Regions from separate parts of the Athene noctua genome. Here region 1 is linked to region 2. The links are chromatin contacts, called in public Hi-C maps. All regions are on one chromosome and are shown on one strand. Each heading gives the region's core, a stretch centred on a gene start, on an enhancer-like site or on the middle of the called end of the contact. The rest is flanking DNA. Distances are from core to core; before and after follow the strand shown. Region 1 holds the start of PTPN1 (protein tyrosine phosphatase non-receptor type 1). Region 2 holds the start of PEDS1 (plasmanylethanolamine desaturase 1).

Region 1 (7,016 bases), core at 1,494-3,993, 180 kb after region 2:
CTGTAGCACCACAAGGTGCCAGAAAGATGAAGCTTATTATTTGACACAAACTAGTACCTAACTATATATTGTAAGGGTCTCAGTTTTTTAGCTGTGGATATCATTGCATGTATTATTGCTGAAACTGTATGTAAAAATAAAGCCAAAAGAATTCAATAGCATATGCATCAATTAGTTGTGCTTTTCTGAAACAGGAGTCACCATGTGTATCACTGCTGCAAATTGTTTCTTACTTCTTTTATATAGGCATATATAGGTAAAAGCAAATATTTATATCATCATCTATCCCCTTCAAAATTTCCAGTTATTTAATAAAATCACTCATTGAACCAGACTGACACATTTTAAAATGTTACTGGCCACACATACTGCAACTGTGATAGATTTGTGAAGAAATGTAATATATGCTGGCAATTTTTATAATCTCTTATTTTCTGGGTTACTATACGAAATTGTCAGCTGAATACCAATTTGTTCAGGGTATAAAGTGAGTTTTTGTTAATCAAGGCAATTATTTCTGTGACAACAGTACACACTTAGCAGAATATATTGCTGATGAATCATTGACTGAAGGACTTGTACTGATTTTATTTATTCCATGCATTCAGGTGACATAAGCATAAAAGATTGTATGCTATCTTCCTTTATAAAATGCTTATGCACCACAGTAATTCAGTTGCATTTAGCTGTAGCATTTGACCTCTTCTAGGTAGGATCAGGTTTATGCCTGCATGAAAAATGGCCATCCACAGGAACTGCCCTTTGGCGACACTATAAAGACACATCTCTCAGTGTGGAATCACTGAAACACAGAAAGACTCCCCACATACGTTCGTAATTCCTGACCCTGAAATCACAGGGAAAGAGGAAAGCAGCAAAGTTGTTCAATTTGCTGTTATGTTCCCAGGTCCAGTAGGTTAAAAATGGACTCCAGATAAGGATACCGCCTCAGAGCAGCCAGACTGGGAGAGAGGATGCAGTCCCCCATCTGGTGCTTCTAGTAATATGGAAGCAAGTTTCAATAGGTGGAAACCTTTTCATTCACGGGACTAATATAACATCTGCCTAGTTCCGAAAATCAGGTCAAGAGAAAGCCCATGCAGTAAGAAAGGCAAAAAATCTTTTTAATACCATCTGCTAATGCCTCTATGCTATGTGCAGCAGCTGACTAGAGAATAATGTTTCATTGTTTACCTAGGTTAAGTCGTTTATCCTATTAAGATGCTTTCCACAGCTTCCCTTTAGGGTGTTATTATTAACCCTCCCCCAAAATTCTGTGCCCCTCAGCTCACATCTCTGACTAATCCTTTCTTCTCAGACAGCGTCCATTTGCACTTAAGTAGCCTAATAAGCCAGTCTTGAACAGGGTGGCATTCTGGGGCTGAACACTGAAAGGGAGTCTCTTCCAAAAAGTGCACGGTAGAACAATCAGGAAAAGCAATGGAAGAGCTTCTTCCAGCAGGAATAGCTAAGGGGTGCAAGGGCTGCAGCTCAGCTATGAAATACTTCTGTCTTCAGCAACAGATACATCTTGCCTGTTGAGAACTCTACCACTCTCAGCTTTTAATCCGTGCTGTACTTAGAGTGTTTATCATCAAATTCACTGATGAAAAATGTCAATCCTACACACCCACCCTCACAACCTTATTTTGGGTCAGCATTCATGCTGCAGAGATACCAGGTATGCCAAGCCTGCACCACCCCTCAGTAACAGTATTCTCTAAATGCCTGAGAAATAGTAACCTAACAAACAGGAGCTGGCTGACATGAGGAGTAAAATTCATGCTTTGGAAACAAAGTATGTTCCAGCATTATACATAGGATAACTATGTCCATATGTTTGGAACATCTGCTCTTTAAACTCGGGAAGAAAGATGCTGGCTCTCTAATAAGATTTGTAGGCTACGAATGAATGGCCTTACAAAAAGGGTGGGATAAAACCACAAATGTTTACCTTCTGGGATAAGACTATAGCACCTTGATAGTAATGGACATTTCAGAGTAGGAATCCAACAGCCGAGGACTGATGGTCAAACTCCACTCGGACCCTGTCATGTCACACATTCCTTTAAATCAAAGGGTACGGGACAACGGACAGAAATACATTTAATACTCTCCATCTTCTGACTGCAAGGAGAGAGAAGGTCTCCCCCATCTCTGAGGGGAGCACACGCACGTACACCCAGGGACCCTGCACTGCCACTCCAGGCACCTGCTGCCAGCCCGCCGCTCTCCGTACGGCCCTTCCTCCGCAATCCCATGGCCGCATGAGAATTTTCAGAAATGTCTGACCCGCTTGCCGCAGACGAAGAGCTGGAAAACGTGGCCCAAGCCCTTCCTCGCGGCTCCGAAAGCTCATGACGCCAGCCTGGGGCCCGAAGCGCAACAACCAGGGGCTCGGTCTCTGTGTGCCGGGACCCCCCGCTGCCGCCTGCGGCCCCTCGCCCTGCCGGGGCCGCCCTACCTGTCAGCGCGGCCCCGGCCGGGACGGCGGGGCTGGCGGCCCCCGAGCCCGCCCCGTTTGCGGCCCACGGCGGCTCTCTGCCGGCTGAGCGGGCCGAGGGGCAGCCGCGCCCCGGCGGGAGGACGGCGCTGCCTCCCCGGCCTGAGGCGAGCGGGCAGCGCCCGGCACAGCCCCGCCGCAGGCCGCCGCCTCTCCGCCGCCCCGCAGGCCCCGCGGCCGCCCCGGACGTCGCGTCGCCGGGGCGGGTGCGTAGTTCCGGCGGGGTGGAGGGAGGGGTGACATGCAGAGCGGGGAGCCGCGGCCTCGGGAGCAGCCGGAGCTGCCGGAGCGGCGGGCGGGAGCGGCGCCGGGGGGCCAGGCCGGGCGCGGCGCCCCCACCATGGAGATCGAGAAGGAGTTCCACCGGCTCGACCAGGCCGCCAGCTGGGCCGCCATCTACCAGGTGAGGGGCACGGCTCGGCTCGGCTCTGCCCCGCCAGCCCCGGCGCTGAGCGCTCCTTCCCTCACCCCCTCTCCGCTGCCGCCTGATTCTGCTCCCCCCCGCTCCCAGCCCCGCGGCGTGTGTGCGCCCCAGCTGCCCAGGGCCCTGCGGGGGGAGCGCTGCCCTCCGCCTCCCCTCTCCCGGGGTCGGAGCTTCCCGCTCCGCGCTCCCCTCCCGCAACAAGCTGCGGGCTGCCCGGCCGCTCCGCTCTGCCCGCCTTCTCCTTTCCCCCGGCGCTGGGAGGCAGCGGGAGCACCCCTTCCCTCCGCAGCAAAGCCCCCCTCACCTCCTTCGCCCCTCGGGGGCGGGGAGCGCGGGGCGCCGCTACCCCCCGCAGCGGCACGGCTGTGCCGCGGGGCTCCGGCGGGCCGGGGCCTCCCGCCGCGCTGCCCGGCCCCGCGCCGCTGCCCCGCGCCTGGAAGGAGCTTCCTCTGCCAGCTCCCCCGGGAGCCGACGGGGACCCGAACTCTCAGTGACTGATTAGAACTGGCCCCTTCCTAACCTTCAGGGAGTAAATCTAAGTCTCTTCTTTGTCTTTTGTTTCGTGTTTTTTTTTTTTATTTTCTTACAGAGAAACAGTGATGGGCAGCACTGCATGCACCTAGCTTTTCGGTCACTTTAATATTAGAACCAAGCCTGAAAACAGCTTGTTAGTAACGCTTGTGCAGTTCTCTGGTACTATTTTTTTTTATTTCGTTTACTGCATTTAGATTTCTTGTGACATTTTAAAAAACCTGCGTGGCAAATATGAATGCTTGTAAGAATCTTGGCCGACTGGACCCAGCCTCACACCTACAAGGAACAGAAATTAGGGATTTTCTCTTGAAAAAGTTCTTTGCACACTTATCCAAAATGAAGCTTAAGAGAAGATGAGGTACATGAATGGTTGGGCGGATGTGTTCAGTCAGCTCAGGCAGCGTTACTGTAAAATCCATTTGAATGTTTAAGCAGGTATATTGCATAAACTAATGAGTTCATATTTGCAACAGAGAAGCTGGGCTTTGCTCCCCTTTCACTATGAAACTCTCTGGCAATAGACATTTAAAAGGAGGAGTGGAGGTTTACAAAAGTGAAATAAATAAACTCCGGTTTCAGAATCACAGCAGGCAGGTTTTAAAAGTAGTAGCTTGCAAACATCTCCAGTTGTTTGGTAATTAGAGCATAAGCATGAAATTTGGAGTGTGGTTTTCAGAGGGTCCATTTTTTGTTAGAGTATTTAATTTCCTGCAGAGTTTCAGTGCTTTCTGACTGTATCAGTTGAAAGTCATGTGCGTATATGACGTTATGTTTTTGCTAAACCGTTCTTGACGATTTGGTATGTTGCAGGCTTAGTGCTCAGGAAATGATTTCGAGTAATGTAGCTCTGTGATGGAGGTGGTATATTTCTACTGGTACTATTTAATTACAGAAGTGAAATGTATAAGGAGAATGTATAAGGAGAATGAGGGACTGTGGCATATTTTCAATGGGGGATCAGCATTCAGTGATATTTTTGTCCTACTTTCTTTGAATGATGTGACTCAGTAGCCTGCTCAGACTGGCACAGCACGACATTTGATTGAGGACTAAAATTCAACTCAAAAAAAAAAGCCACCGAAAACATCAAACGCATAAAGTGATTCTTTGATTTGCATCCAACTATTGACAGGCACGAGATGTGAGCTTTTTCTTTTTTTTTTTTCCTTAAGGTTGATTAGTAAGCATGTGCATTTATGTCATGTAACTCAATTTCTCAACTGCATCCTGCTTTTAAATATCAGCTGTTGAAAATGACACATCTGGAAGAACAATGTACTTCACTATAATCTGTGCTTTTGATGTCTGGCCTGTGACATTAACAACGCATTTTTTCTACAAATACCAATCTTTGCCTGAAGACTGGAATAAGTAGAATAATATATGTTATTGGTGCAGAAGAATGTTTTCCTCCAAGTTAATTGTACCTAGTACAATTACTAGGTACAAGTACTAGTCTTCTAGTACCTAGGTGTTATGATTATAACTGCTAAAATTCAAAATTGTCCACAGGTATTCCTGGTGAAACATAATGCAGTTTACTAATGGTCACTTCCTCTTGTTTCTTGGCTAAATCTATTATCTAGAGATACAGAACTGCAGGGCATCTAGGGGAAGAATTATGAATGCTACAGGGAGGTGAAGCTAATCAGAAGGATGGCTACAAGGAGACTTGTCTGGGTGCCACATGACTTCGAAGGGTTAAAATTGTCTGAGTTTCTTTTTTTTTTGGACAAGGGGAAGCTATGTTCAACTATGATAATAGTACAGTTGTGAAAGAATAAAATTTAGTTTTTTTTTTTTTTTTAACTAAGTAATCACAGAATGGGAACAAAGGCACTTCAAAAAGAAGACCTCATGAAGGTGATTTTTTGACTATCATGTCCTGGGCACAGCATGTGTAGTATAACTATTCTCTGCTGCAGCTGGTCAAAACAGGGTGAGCACTTGAAGTTCTCCATCCTTTGTTGGGGTTTTTGTTGGTTTTGGTTTTTTTTAATGCCCATCACTGTCCCTTACTTTCATGAAGATGTACTTGCTACAGGAATGATGAGCCATGAGATCTTGTAAAGGCTGTTCAGAGACCCAATAGATAAAAAGGACTGGTCTGGTTCTGGCTGTTACTTGTATTGTAGAGAAACACACTTAGAAGATGACTAATAAAATGAGACCTGATCTAAGCATAAGAAATGCCCATTCGAATTGAAGTCCTCTGCCATAAAACGCTAAGTTAAAGGGAAATGGACAGCATAAGTGTGAGCTTTGCAATGCAAGAACTGTGGTAAATGTATGCAGCAGAAAACAAACTCTTAAGGGTAAGTGAATGATACGCACCCTGCATAAATATCATTCAAAGTATCAATGGGAATGAAAAGCATTCACTGCGGAGATGTCACAACAAAAAAGCAATAGCCCAAAGCTAAGAAAAGCACAGTTTAGGCTTGCTGTGAGTGCAGGGGAGAAGATGATACAGGTACTTGTCCAGAGTATCAAAGGAACATTGAATGTGCATTTGCTCACAGTGAGTGCAATATCAGATTTTCATAGAAATTTTATATGCTAAAGTCTTTCAGAATTTTGGGAGGTATTTTAGTTTCTGACTTCTTACACATGGTGATAAAATGAGATATCTTAAAAACACAACCCACAAACACAGGTAGAGTTGCTTCTTGTGTTTGTATAAACTAGATATGCTGACTTTAGTATCTTGGCTAATGTTACTAACTTTGATGTGCTTATCAGTTACAGTAAAGATACCTCTGAATTATTTACTGATCTACCATTTGACTAGGGATCCCCTGTGATATGGGTGGAGGCAGAGATGACACTGGTTTTACAGAAACATCTATGGGGACAGCTTATACAGAGTTTTCCATGTGAAGGTAGTCAAATTAAACTGTGTACTCTCTTCTAATTGTTACAGTCAGTAGAATATAAAATAAGAACTGGATAGAGGCTAGATTTTCAAGTATGTTTGGAAGTAAGTATACTGAAAACACAACTCACTACACTGCTGTGTGTGCCCTGGAAAGCTGAAGTGTAGTTACAGTTTGGTTTGAGGCCTGTAAGAGACATGCAACTGTTCTCAGTTTATTAATTTTTGAGGGTATTTTAAACTAACATTAATGTGAATATTACTTTTTTTTTCCCCCAAACCTCTGTAAGCTAAACTAAAATACTACAAATATGAAAGTTATTAAGCTTTACTCAGATTTGGGGAGGAAGGTAGAAAGCTATCGTGGGCATTTTGTGTATCTGTCAAGAGAGAAAAGGCATGGGAAGTTTTTTATGTATTCATTGTCTCTGGAAGAGTATTTCTAGAATATGTAGATTTTAATGTTGAAAGTAAACTGCGAAATGGTTGACCCTGTAGACTTAGAATGGTGTGGTTGTGTTGTGTATTTAAAGTCAATGAACAGGAAGTTCTACTAGTGTTTTCGGTTTATAAACTGCAGTGAGAGTTCAGACGTTGTGCTGCTGCAGTCTGCAAGCATTTGGGTTACTCTTTTGCTCTGGTGCTAAAAAACTTTAAACTTCTTTGCAGCAGATAAATTG
Region 2 (6,954 bases), core at 870-3,369:
TGTAATATTTTAAAGAAACATTAACAAAGACTTTTACAGTTCAGAGTTTTATTCTAGAAAGGCCATGAGTACATACATTAACATCCTCTGCAGTAGCAGAGAAGAGAATCATAAAATTCAATTAAGACACAAGAACAAGCATATTTCTCAAGACTGCATCAGGTCACAATGTGGGAGATTCTATAAAGAGATCCCTGGAGTAATGAAAGCAAGAGTTAATTAACACTCACTTCCTGAATAAGAAAACCACACCCTGATTAGAGGAGCTAAGTGGGTAGATCCTCATGGAACAATTAGCTGACTGCAGGGAAACCCGAGACTCCTTACTAGCAAGTCCCGTGAGTTCAGTCTATGCAAACACCACACCACTGTACTCTGAACACAAGGATCCCAACACGACTGTCTGGTGATACCCGAGTCCAGAAACACAGCCCAGCTCTGGAAAGACCGGGAAGCAAATCAGACAAAGGAATGGAGTCAGCACCAATAACTTGGGCTTAAAGAGCATTCGAATTTAAAAGTATGTCCTGCATGGAATAATGAGGTGCCAAAGCCACAAAGTATATGCTTAAAGAAATCATGGAAATATTCCAGTGTCATATGCACTCTGCACAGTTATATGTAATCGCCATTCTTAAGAATTCAGTAGTTCAATACCATGTGCTTCCACTGCTAACACACGTTCTGACGTTGTTTATGCAAGTTATTTATGTAACACCAGAAAAAAATTGCACCTCTAATATCACAACTCACTGCCGATAGATACCACTATGCATACGCTACTTCAGACTTCCCAGGAACTTCCATCTACAGCTAAAGACAAGGGTAGCAAGTTGTTTGGGGAAGAAAATCTTTCCCTTATGAGTAAGAGCACAGTGCAGTAGTAAAGTTAGTTACTGCTTTTCTGCAAAGCACAGGAATCAGTCACCACCTGGATCAGAAGTGCCTATCTAGACCAGCTGAAAGACGTCACACACCACCTTATCTCAAGGCAAGGAAGAGGTGACCGATACAAGCTGAAACAGGCAGACTTACCCTGAACAGTCTAGAAAACTGGCAAACTAATTAATGATTTTCTCATCATTACTTGGCTCTGCCCAAGTAAGAACATTGCCTTGAATGTGCAAGCTAAGCTGCTCAGGTGACCTGCTGGAAACAGCAAGATGCTGAAAACATGTCTCCCCTTTCCTGATCCTTCACCTGCAAATGAATTCACTGGGAATGGCAACAAAACCTAGCATTGCTCACACTGTAAGCTAAAAACAAACGACATATTAAGAAGCCCACAGTTATTTCCATAGCGTAATCAAATAGCTGCTGTCACTACTGAGCTCTGACAACCAGCAAGCTTCAGGAAGACAAGACTAAAGCAAAAAGTCAACATCCCTCCATCCCTTTCCGAGGTGCCAGAACTGGGTACCTCAGTAATCCACTGAATAAATATCCTGCAGCAAAAGCTTCAGCTGTCACCTTGCTTAGCAACCGGATTCGTACACCTGCTTTTGGGTGGAAAGATTAACTTTTTGTTTTCAAAGGGAAGAGCAGTCATCCTGGGCGCTCTCTAGTTTGAAAGCCTTCCCCCCAGCAGCGCAGCCTGTTTCTTAGACCTGCTTTCAGTAGCCACGCTCGCCAGCTCTGCCCAGGCCGAGGTGCGGGCGACCAGCAGACGGACGCGGGGCGGTGGGCACGCGGCATCCCCCCGCCGGCAGCCCCGGGCCGCCTCGCCCGGCAGGGCCCTGCCCGACCCCCGCCCTCCCCGCTCCTCCGGGGCTCCCTGGAGCCGCGCCGCCGTCGGGGCGGGGGCCGAGGGGAGCCGGCCCCGCCGCGGGAATCTCCCGCCCTCACCTGGGGAGTAGAGCTCGGCCAGCTCGCGGGCCCCGGCGTGCTGCGCGCCCCACCGCCGGCTGCCGCCCTCGGGCTCCTCCGCGGCCTCCGCCTGCGGCCCCGTCGCCTCCGCCCGGCGCGGGACGCTCTCGGCGGCGCCGCCGCTCGCCATGGCCCGGCCCCGCGGCGGCGGCTCCTCCTCCTCGTCCTCCCCGAGGCCGGCGGGCGGCGGCGAGCGGCGCCCAGGCCCCGGCGAGGCGCCCGGCGGCAGCGCTGCGGCCCGCGGCAGCATCGGGAAATGGGGCCGCGCCGCGGCGCTGCGGCGGGGAGGGGGAGGGGGCGGCGGGCGCGCCCAGCCACGCCCCGGCACCGCCTCCCGCCGCCGCCGGGCCAACGGGCGGCGCCGCCCGGCGCGGAGGAGCCAATGGGTGGCGACAGGGGCGGTGGCGCAGCTGGCGGCGCCCCGCCCCGCGGGCCGCAGCTGGCGGCGGGACCGGGCGGAGGCGCTGGCGGCAGCCGGGGCCGGGCCGGGCCGGGCCGGGGGCGCTGGGCGGGCAGGTCCCGGCACTGCCCCCCGCCCCGGTGTCCGCCCTCCCCGCCCGGTGCCAGGCGCGCCCCCTGGCGGCGCTGCGGGCGGCCATTACCCGCGCGGCGTTAACTGGGCGGCTGGAGCCCCCCGTCTGCTGTGACACCCCCAGACCGTAATCGTGCCAATAAAATCAGTTTAGGTCCCTTTGTGGGGTGATCCAGGGCGTGTTCCTTCACAGAGGCGGTTAAAGCCGCTCGCGGATGCTCTCACTGACCCCAAATAAACACATTCCAATATGGAAAAAAAAAGAAAAAAAGCCCCTAGCAATAGCTAAGTACTACATCACGTTATAAAAATAATTTCTGCAACAGATTGATTTGAGCATCAAATAAAATAGCACTAAAGCATGTGTTTCAAATAGATTTCACTTAAACATTACAAATAGATCCATTTACAGAGGGTGAAATACTAAACCAAATGTCTGTTTAATCCAAAGGTCTGAAAACGATCCACCACGGTGAATAAAATCCTTCTCCGTGCCTTGACAGCAAGGCCAAAATGATGGCAAAGCACAACCTGCGGCACATCACACCTACCTGAGGGGCAAACGCTGATCCTGCGCCTGTAGCCTGCAGGCTCCCCCTCCACAGAGCTGGAAGAGAAATGCCAGTTACATCAAACCACCGAGAATTTCCTAAAACTTGACCAAGCCAAGAGTCAAGGGCTGCTCTGTGCTGTCACTTCACAGCGCTCTGAATTGGCCACGTTTCTGAAGTAGTGAAAAGCATGTAGTGTGCCTCCCAGAGCCTGCCCGGCTGCTTGGAGGATCACAAGTTAATTAACAATTAGCTGGGATCATGTGCTCAAATCAGTGGTTCTTAATGAAAAAATGGCTCAGGAATTCAATGAGTCCTGGACTCATCAAGAGTTTTATATATATAGATATCTCTCTCTCTCAAAAGTTCTGGAAACTCTAGATGACAATGATTTGCTGACAATGCAGAAGGCAGCATTTACTTGATGGAGGGTTTTTTCTGTTAATTGGGTAATAAGCCAATTAAAAGGCATTAGCTTCAGGTGCCTCAATTTGTTGGACCGGGCTGTGTTTAGACCGAGGGATGGGAATATTCTGACATCGAGGGATGATGATATTTTCATTAGACTTTTGTTAGGCTGCTCTGATGCCAAGGGTTTTGCTAAGATCCTCTCAGGGTCACAGTGACCTCAATAATGTTAGTACAGAATTGGTGTAAATGTGTATGAATTCATGTCAGTTCAGGAGGACATGGCACCTTTAAATGTGCTTTGAGATCTGTGACCATATGTCCCCATTATGAATGTGTAAGTTAGAGGAAAGATATAAACAGCTCTTGGGAGTGTTTCCCAAGATACCTTCAACGTCTGTTAGCCACCTTGTTTTGTCGGGTGAAAAGGCCTGTCAGTACGAAGAAAAAGCAGCAAATTGCTAGCAAGGTCTGGCTTTGGATGTGCTATCAAGTTCTCTTGGAAGGTGGTTATTAGTTTTGCCTTTTGCTGGACTAAAGGTGCATTTGTCTGTAATAACATCAGTGTAGCTGCCTAAAGACAAACCTTGCAAAAGGAAAAAGGTGCTTTGAAGACTCTTCTAATCTCACCTCAGTGTGACAAGACAGACCATGAGGCAGAGGGTTTGGTCCTTTCCTAGAGACAAACCAGCCCTTGGGACACATCTGAAGAACGTTTCTCTTTCATCATCATCATCTGGGGGAGAAGGGAAAAACAGTAAGTTAGTTCATAGACTCAGGCGGAACTCCAAACGCTGGTACAGGCATAGTACCGCCAAGGAAGGGTGAACCACGAGGATTTTTAGTGTTGTGCGAGTGCAACGGCTTTTAGAATCACCTGAACAGTGAAGTATCAGGTGAGCTACAGGTGTCAGCGTAGCTGGGACAAGGCTGCTGAGGCTGAGCAGAAGGGCTGCGTTAACAGAGTAATTCTGCGGGAAAATCCTGATGCTGTTTGGAGAAGATAAGGCCCGTATCGGAGTACGAGAGGCCACGTTACCATGAAGAGCCCTTTGAGAGAGCCCAGCCCCGGGCAGCTCAGGGGCGGCACCGCCGCGCTGCTGCGTTCGGCTCCCGGCCCTCCGCGGGAAGGCCCCGGGCATGCGCCGCCTGCAGGCCCCGGGGAGGGAGCGGGCCCGGGCGGCGGGGCAGGCCGCGCTCCGCTTCCGAGAGCCCCGGCCCGCGGCTCCCGGGCAAAACCCTCCGGCAAAGCGCCCGCGGCGCCGCAGGGCTGCGCGTTCCCGCCAGCGCCCCGGCCCGGTCCTGCCGCGCCGCGCCGCCAGGTGGCGCTCTAAGCCCGGTGACGGGGCGGCGGGGGGCGCCGCGCTCCTGCCGTGCGCGAGGCCCCGCGCGTTCGGCCCCGCCCCGGCCGAGCCGCCCCGCGGCCGGGACACCGCGGCGGAGCCTTCCGCCCTCCAGCGCGGAGCTGCTGGCGACGTCGCCCAAAGAACGGGGTTCTGAGGGTCCCTCACGGAGGACCCCATCACCGCCTGCGGAGCCCGCCCGCCCGCCTCCCCTTAACGGCTGCAGGGCCCGGCTGCCGCCTCACGCCGCCGCTCCGCAGCAGCCCGGCCACCTCGAGTTCTCCCCGCGCCTCCCCCTCCCGCCGCTGCCCCCGCCACGGCCGCCGGTCAGCGCGGAGCCGCGCTCTGGCTCCCGCCTCTCGCCTCACACCCGCCCCGTGCAGCCCGGGCTCCTTCCGAGCCACCGGGCGCGCAGGCAGCAGAACCTGGCCAGAACCTGGCGCAGCGCTGGCGGCGGCTCCCGGCATGGGAAGGTGTCAGCGGGTGGGAGAGCTGGAATAGCCGCTCCTACGGCCCCGTCCGGAGCCAGAAGCGCACAGACGGGGAGATGCCGGGGACCGGGGGCGAGGTGCGGCGGGGGGACGCAGTGCCTGTCCCCCCCTGGTGCCCAGTCGCCCAAGGCCAGCTGCCAGCTGACCCAGACCAGCCCAGATGCCAGGACTCACACAACAAGTCCTAACTGATTCCCTGGCAGCCCCACTTACCCCGTGGTGCTCGACACAAGATGAGAGCAAAAGGGAAAAAAAAAGTATTTGTACAGCCTAGAGCATGGACGACCTTTAATGCTTTTAATAAAGAAAAATCTTCTAATTCTTCACTTAAGCCCACTCTCCTGTCACACTCTAAGATTTCCCTTGGTTTATGCAGCCCCTGGCAATACACACCATGAAGTTCCAGCTACCTGGCCTGCAGCCTCAGGACCTCTGAATGGTTCTCCTCTTTTAGAAATTTCTTAAATAAATTATCAGGTTCTGTTACTGGGAACTTCTGACACTTGGCAGGGTATCCTGGAAGGATAGGATTCCTGTTCCCTTGATGGATCTTTCAAAAGCTTGGATATGCTAGAAAAATACATGATTTGTAACAAATTAATCAAAGTGGGAGGCTATGATTACCTAGGAAATGTCAGAGAACTACAGAGAACTTCTGGAAAGTGAGTGAACAGCAACTTCTCTGCCTTTTTTTTTTTTTTTTTTTTTGAATACAAGAAAACAGCCTACTCATAAAATACAAAGTCAACTCTTACTCTCCCTGCTCAGAAAAACAGCCCACGTCTTGCCAGCCAAATGGCTTCAGCATGGACTTTCTCTACAACACAGGGCTGGAGACTGTAGCTTCTGCTTTGTCACTGTTCCCTTCACGGGTGTTTGTGTGCTCTCTAACTCTCCCTCCTTTTCTTTCACAGACCACAGAGTGAGTGCTCTGACCTCCAATTTGCTCTGGAAAATTTTCAGTCTGGTAGGGAAGGTATTTCACTCGTGTTGTCCCACCGGCTGGAGGCAGTGGTGCCAATCTCCGGGTGTCGTCTCTGCAGCACTTTGTAGGGCAAAGAGCAACGCGTAAAGTGGGGGCTGAGCAACCCAAGCACTGCAAAGGCCAAGCATGCTAGTTCAGAGGTGAGCAGAAAATCAGCAGAAGACCAACAAATACCCGAGCATCAGCATGTCACAAGGGAACAAGGGGTGAGGGAGCACTTAGGCAGGGGGAGGACTCTGCTCTGTAACAAAAGAACCAAAGGAGGCCAGGAGACATGGCCTGCAACCGCCTGGGGAGCTCCCTGCCACTGGGGACTGCGAGGCAGAGTATCACAGCTGTGGTTTCAGAAGAGAGGAAAGCATGTGGCAATCGGTTTTTATGTTAAAATAAGGCAAAGTCTCGAGCCTGGTCTAAGAGCTGGGGGAGACGGAAGGAGAGCCAACCTCTCTCCGAGTTGAGACATTGTCCCTGTCTGACATTTCACAAGTGCTGTTTTTTTACAGCAGAGAACGGCAACTGGAAAGCAATGGATTGAAATCTGGCCTCTGCCAGGTACAACTTGCGAGTTGTTATTGGCGTAAGGTGTGCGGCTGTATAAAGAGAGACCTGGGGCTAGGAAGAAGAAAAAACAGAGCACACAACATGCTCAGAAATATATTTCAATTTTACTTCTCTATTCTGCTGCCTTTATTGCAACACTGCTCCACTTAAGTCAGGCTTTCAGGCAAGGTCCCCTCCTATCCCCCAGAGACCTTCCCACACCACCTCTGTGCTCTCT

What was found. Hi-C and Micro-C count contacts between places; a contact is called where the count stands out from the background.
Region 1: a contact with region 2 is called in a Hi-C map of heart, with 4 times the contacts expected there. The contact joins the promoter of PTPN1 here to the promoter of PEDS1 in region 2. A contact is called at or near these places in 2 of 2 Hi-C or Micro-C datasets (heart and liver).

The regions. Positions count from the first base shown.
Region 1 is chr16:8,462,241-8,469,256 of bAthNoc1.hap1.1, forward strand. PTPN1 (protein tyrosine phosphatase non-receptor type 1) reads left to right here and starts at 2,744. Exons shown (of 9, transcript XM_074920256.1): 1 at 2,744-2,906. The coding sequence starts at 2,745.
Region 2 is chr16:8,286,451-8,293,404 of bAthNoc1.hap1.1, forward strand. PEDS1 (plasmanylethanolamine desaturase 1) reads right to left here and starts at 2,120. Exons shown (of 5, transcript XM_074920560.1): 1 at 1,846-2,120. The coding sequence starts at 2,116.